Regions from separate parts of the Sus scrofa genome. Here region 1 is linked to region 2. Evidence: chromatin contacts called from public Hi-C data. All regions are on one chromosome and are shown on one strand. The core of a region is the stretch at or near the end of the contact, and the rest is flanking DNA. Distances in the headings are between cores, read along the strand shown.

The links. A called contact is a pair of places that touch in the nucleus more often than the background predicts.
Region 1: a Hi-C map of skeletal muscle shows a contact between it and region 2, with 5 times the contacts expected there. The contact joins the promoter of RAB3A here to the promoter of LSM4 in region 2. A contact is called at or near these places in 10 of 47 Hi-C or Micro-C datasets (blood, embryonic fibroblasts, fetal skeletal muscle and 6 more) and 2 of 2 datasets of contacts at active chromatin or transcription factors (alveolar macrophages and skeletal muscle).

What each region holds. Positions count from the first base shown.
Region 1 is chr2:59,603,060-59,605,994 of Sscrofa11.1, reverse strand. RAB3A (RAB3A, member RAS oncogene family) reads right to left here and starts at 1,606. Exons shown (of 4, transcript NM_001123179.1): 1 at 1,379-1,606. The coding sequence starts at 1,606.
Region 2 is chr2:59,498,246-59,501,316 of Sscrofa11.1, reverse strand. It overlaps LSM4 (U6 snRNA-associated Sm-like protein LSm4), which reads right to left and starts at 1,757. Exons shown (of 5, transcript XM_021083528.1): 1 at 1,639-1,757. The coding sequence starts at 1,641.

The DNA of each region.
Region 1 (2,935 bases), core at 357-2,856, 100 kb before region 2:
GCACCAGAGAGTTCTCTTGTGGCACAAATGGTTAAGGATCTAGCGTTGTCACTGCAGTGGTTTGGGCTGCCACTGTGGCATGGGTTCAACCCCTGGCCTGGGAACTTCCACATGCCCCTGGGTGTGGGCAAAAAACAAAAACCAATAGCATCGGGATTGAGATGGCAGAGGAGTAAGACAAGGTACTCATCTTCTCCAATGAACACATCAAAAAAAACAAAACAAAAACAAAAACCCATCTACATGTAGAAAGATTCGTACAAGACATCTACTGAATGCTGACAGAAGATCTTAAACCTCCAAAAAGGGCAAGAAACCCACCACATAACTGGGTAGAACAAAAGAGGAAAAAGAGAGAGAGAGACAAAAACAAAACAAAAAACCAAAATAGACCAAAATCAGGAGTTCCTGTCATGGTGCAGCGAAAACAAATCCACCTAGTATCCAAGAGGATGTGGGTTTGATCCCTGGCCAAGCTCAGTGAGTTGGGGATGTGTTGCCATGAGCTGTGGTGTAGGTTGCAGATATGGCTTGGATCTGGCATTGCTGTGGCTGTGGTGTAGGCAGGCAGCTGCAGCTCTGATTAGACCCCTAGCCTGGGACCCTCCATATGCTGAGGGTGTGGCCCTAAAAAGACAAAAAAAAAAAAACAAAAAACAAAAAACTTGAAGGATGAGGGAGGGAGCCCTGCAGAGATAAGAAGAAAGGTAATCCAGGCAGAAGGCACAGCCCAGGGAAAGGCCCAGATGTGGACTATGTCTGGTATATTTGAGGAACAGTGAGACAGTGAAGAGGCTGAGGTAGAGATGGAGGGATACAAATGAGATTGGGTATCAACAAGGATAGACCACACAGGATCTTAGCCAGGGGGAGAAGGCACAGGTTTAACCCAGATGAGGTGGGAGCCTTGGCAGAACTGTGAACAGAGAAGGGATGGTTCTGACTTTGGATTTAGCAGGCTCCCTCATGTCTCAGAGGCACTGAGGGAGGTGGCTAGAGGAGCCTGTTCCTGTCTCGGAGAATGAGGTGGGGGGGGGGGTCAAGATTTCTCTGAAACCTCATACAGAGCCACATGGAGGAAGCTGAAGATGGGGAGAGAAGCTGAGGCACCAAGCAAATGATGTGTCCAATGATGTCAGAGGTAGGAGAGGACCTACCTGGCATTTGCTACTTCCCCACCCTTGGAGAGCACCGATGACACACTGAAAGAACCGAGATACCCTCTTCTGTGCCTCTATCCTGTGGTACACAGTAAGGGCCTGAAAAAATGCTCAGTGTGTAATGAATGAATCTAGACAGGAAAGCAATAGGGAAAGCTGGGCTGCTCTTTGGGACAGAGAGGGAGTGATGGAGACAGAATTCCCCCAGCTGGACCCACCCAGATCTGCAGCTTGATCCTCTTATCATTCCGGTAGATGGTCTTGACCTTGAAGTCGATTCCTACAGTGCTGACAAAGGCAGGCGTGAAGGAGTCGTCTGCATAGCGGAAGAGGAAGGATGTCTTGCCCACACTGCTGTTTCCAATGATGAGGATCTTAAACATGTAGTCAAAGTTCTGGTCCGAGGACTCCTTCTGCCCATAGCGCGAGTCTGTGGCAGATGCCATCTGGGGGTACGGGGCATAGGCGAGCGTGAGAGGGTCGCCCTCCAACTCCAAACGCCCAAGCCCAGACTCAGGATGGAAGAACTCCAGAGCTCCCAGAGTGAGACAGAGATTACCTTTATCCCGTCAGGAGCCCCAGTACTAATGGTGGGGCCCACAGCAGAGGGCGGGCCTTGACCTTGAAAGGCCCAAGGTTTCAGGGGAGGACTTTCAGACCGAAAGGGATGGAGACATCGCTGCAGGCCGGAGCCCCTGGTCCGACAGCAACCTAAGCCCTACAGCTGTGCCTAGGGGAGTGACTGCGGCCGGCCCCGCCCCCTATCAATCATTCACGTTCCTCAGAACTGAGCGGCGCTAGCGCACGTGCACACGCGTGTACGGTACCCGCGGGGACGCGTATCTGCAGTCCTCCCAGATTCCCAGGCTGGGAGAGCTCGGGCTGAAGCAGCTACCCCACGTGATAGGAGCAGGGCGTGCTCACGCTCACGTGCACACAGCAGGGCACACACCAGGGCACATTCGTGCATATCTGAGCATCGAACACACTCGGCGCACAGGACAGAGGCAGACACCTGTCTGCACACCGACATGCATATACCAATGAGCAAATCCACCCGTGCGCACTGTGTCCTCCACCTATGCAGCCGAGTACACGTCACCCACATGGGCACGCATCTCTGTACATGTATGCACTTTGCTGTGCACGCACACGCATAGTCCACGCGTCCCCCTCCACACGCGTGCAACATGCACAAACTTGAGTAGGGAAACCCGGGGGGGTCACAAGAGCATACCCTGGGACCCAAGCAAGGGTACACACAAATCGGCCGGTACAGGCGGGCGCGCACACGCGTGTGCACACCACGCGCACGCGCACGCATGGAGCCTCCCGCGCGCACAGCTTCCCGCAAGGCACCCGTCTCGTCTCCCCTCCCCCTCCGCCGCAGAACCGGGGTGGAGAGGTGGGGGTGGGGAGGAGGATCCAGCAGGTAAGGGGAACCTACCCCTCCCCAGGCTCGCGACCGCCGCATCCTTCCCCTCATTTAACACCTGCCAACCTCGTCTCTCACCCCAGCCAGCCCATCAGTCAAATGAAGGTTATGTAGGTACTCCGAGCGGGAGTGCACAGGGACACTCGGGAGCTCACCTTGCCCTGCAGTGATGTGGTGGTGACCCTAGCGGTGGCGACGGGGCCCCCAGTGCGTTGATGTGGGGCTGCGCGGCAGCGGAGGCGGCGGCAGCGGCTCAGGCCCCTGCAGTCCTTGGTGACGTCCTGCAAAGAGCAGGGCGGGGCCTCACATGCAGATACGGCCGTGACGCCATCCTGGGGCG
Region 2 (3,071 bases), core at 508-3,007:
AAGAGGAGGAACCTGGTGAACTTGAAAGCGAGGGGTATGCTGGGGTGGGGGAAAGCATGAAGGTGCCAGGGATACAGGAGAGGGCAGATCACCCAGTTCAGGGGGGAGCAAGGGCTGTGTGGAATTTGGAGTCATAAAAAGCTTCAGGGAAGAGAATTCTTTTCTCTAGCCTTTCTCAGAACATCTGGGGTCTGGCCCTCAGGTCTAGGTCCATCCACACCTAAATACATTTATTTATTTGCTTTTTAGGGCCGCACCCATGGCATATGGAGGTTCCCAGGCTAGGGGTCGAATTGGAGGTACAGCCACCAGCCTGCGCCACAGCCACATGGGATCTGATCCACGTGTGCAGCTTACACCACAGCTCACAGCAACACTGGATCCTTAATCCACTAAGCAAGACCTGGGATCAAACCCCCAACCTCATGGTTATTACTCGGATTCGTTTCTGCTGTGCCACAATGGAAACTTCCACAACTGGATTTAATGGTGTCCTGAGGTTCCCAACTCAGGAAGCTGCTGATCACCCACTCCCTCACCCAGACCTTGGCTTGGCTTCCGCCCCACCCCGACCACAAGGAACAGGCAGTGTGTAATGCCTTAGCCACTCCTGAACACAGACTTTGCACAGACACTGTTCTAGGCTCTGGCAATATATGAGGATAAAACAGAGATCCTATCTCCATGGAGCTTAACAAATGGATTCTTCCACAGACCAACTCTACCCTCCAGAGAGACGAACAGAGAGAACGAAGCTGCTCCCTTCTCTCCATCCCTACAATGACCAGAAGAATTACTGAACCCTCATGGTCAGCTCCGAAAAATGTGCAGCGACCATCTTAGAGGACTCGAGGGCTGATGGGCCAGGTTCTCTCCCAGCTCAATTCCTCTGTGTGGGCCTCCATTTCCCTGTCTGTCACTCACTGGGGACACAGGCACGCTGGTTTAGATCTCCAATTTCCACAACTTGTGAGATGGCATGGCCCTGGGGAGACTTCCTGCCAGGGCCTCGATTTTTTTGTTTTCTAAACTGGGATACGGTTAGCCCATCCATGGCTGAAAACGCCCCCCCTTCCCCTGGAACCATATGCTGTGTGACCCCGGAAGAAGTTAACCTTGCTTTGGGTCTGCTTTTTAGTCTGAAAAGGAGAGGCATAAGAGGTTGCGCAGCTAGCATTCCAAGGGCAGTACAACCCCCGAAATTCCCCAGATTGGCTGAATTTGAGAAAGAAGGCCGGCCCCCTACTGCCTGGTGCTCTAGCTTTACTGTCTAGGAGGTCAGATCGGGTCGGATGCACTGGGAGCCATTTCCCCGTCCGAAAACTCACTCTGCTGCATTCACCGGGCCCTTCAGCAGGTCCCCTTCCTCTCTGGCCTCAGTTTCCCCATCTGCAAAATGGGAAGACTGCTGCCAGACTGCCATACTGTGATTTCATTTCTATCCAATCCCAAGCTCCCCCGAGACCGACGTGCTTGGTGTCCTGGGAGAAGCTCTTCCACTCTCCGGCCTGTCCTCCCCACCTTGGGCGAAGGGGCAGGACTCAAGGCCCAGATTACAGGCTGGCTCCACAACGCCCCTGAACCAACAACCGCCCCGAGGGCCCTTGGCGGCCGGCTCCCCCGTCGCACCGCCCTCACCATGGTGTCGGCGGGGACTAGGCTCGTGGGCTACTTCCGCCGCCGCCGCCGCTCACGTTCCCGCCGGTAGCTGCAGCTCTGCGCGCCACTAGGCTGAAATGGAGTGGCAGCAACGCGAGCCAGTCAGCACGAGGCTCATGGGAAGGCCAACCAATCCACGCGGAGTAAGGCGGGGCCTATTAAACACGAGGGGCGGGGCGGGCCGCGTTCCTACCGGAGAAATGAGAGAGAGAGTCGTAAAGTGCCGCTATGAGTGCTGCAAAAGGGGGCGGAGCAATGTGCGCCGGCGCAGGAGGCCTTGTGGGTAAGGGCGCCTGCGCAGGTGCAATCTTCAGTGATTTTTCCGGGCTCCACGCTGTGGGCAAAACGGGGTAGTGCCTCCAATTTCCAAATGGAGGAATGGCAGCTCTATGGTTATTGCCATGTGTCCCTTCGAGCTCCTACTCTTCTGATTCTCTTTATTGTAGTTGACCGTTGTCCAGGGCACTTCTTTTGATAGGCTAGACGTACCGGTGTGAACCTCAGTTTGCTTCCCTTTGAAATGGGCTTAATAATAGTGTCTGCTTTAGAAGGTTGCAATGAGTGCCAAGTGATTTATGCCTTGTAAAAGAAGAGTGCCCGGCACGTACTGAGCACTTGATACACGGACATGCAATAAATATTTATTGAGCATCTACTACGGGCCTCCTCCTGGAAACACAGAAGAGAATAAACCAAACAAAACTCCTGGCCCTCCTGAGGTTTAGGAGCCCACTGGGGAGGCAGACTGTAAACAAAATAGACAAATGTATTAGTTTCCTTGGGCTGCCATAACAAATGATCAAACTGGGTGGTTTTATTTTTTTATTTTTATTTGAATATTTTTTGCTTTTTAGGTCCTCACCCATGGCATATGAACGTTCCCAAGCTAGGGGTCGAATTGGATGGAGCTACAGTTGCCTACACCATAGCCATGGCAATGCAGGATCTGAGCAGCATTTGTGGCCTACACCGCAGCTTCCTTAACCCACTGATTGAGGCCAGGGATTGAACCTGAGTCCTCATGGATACCTAGTCCGGTTCCTTACTGCTGAGCAACAACAGGAACTCCAAACTGGGTGGTTTTAAACAGTAAAACTTAATCCGAAAGACTGAAATCAAAGTTTTAGCAGAGTTGGTTCTTTCTGAAGGATCTGAGGGGCAATTCATCCCATGCTTCTCTGCCAGCAATCCTTGTAGTTCTTGGCACAGATTCCTCTGTCATCACATGGTGCTTTTCTTTGTGTGTCTCTGTGTCTCAACTCTTCCTCTTTTTTTTTTTTTTTTTTTTTTGTCTTTTTGCTATTTCTTGGGCCGCTCCCGCGGCATATGGAGTTTCCCAGGCTAGGGGTTGAATCGGAGCTGTAGCCACCAGCCTACGCCAGAGCCACAGCAACGCGGGATCCGAGCCGCGT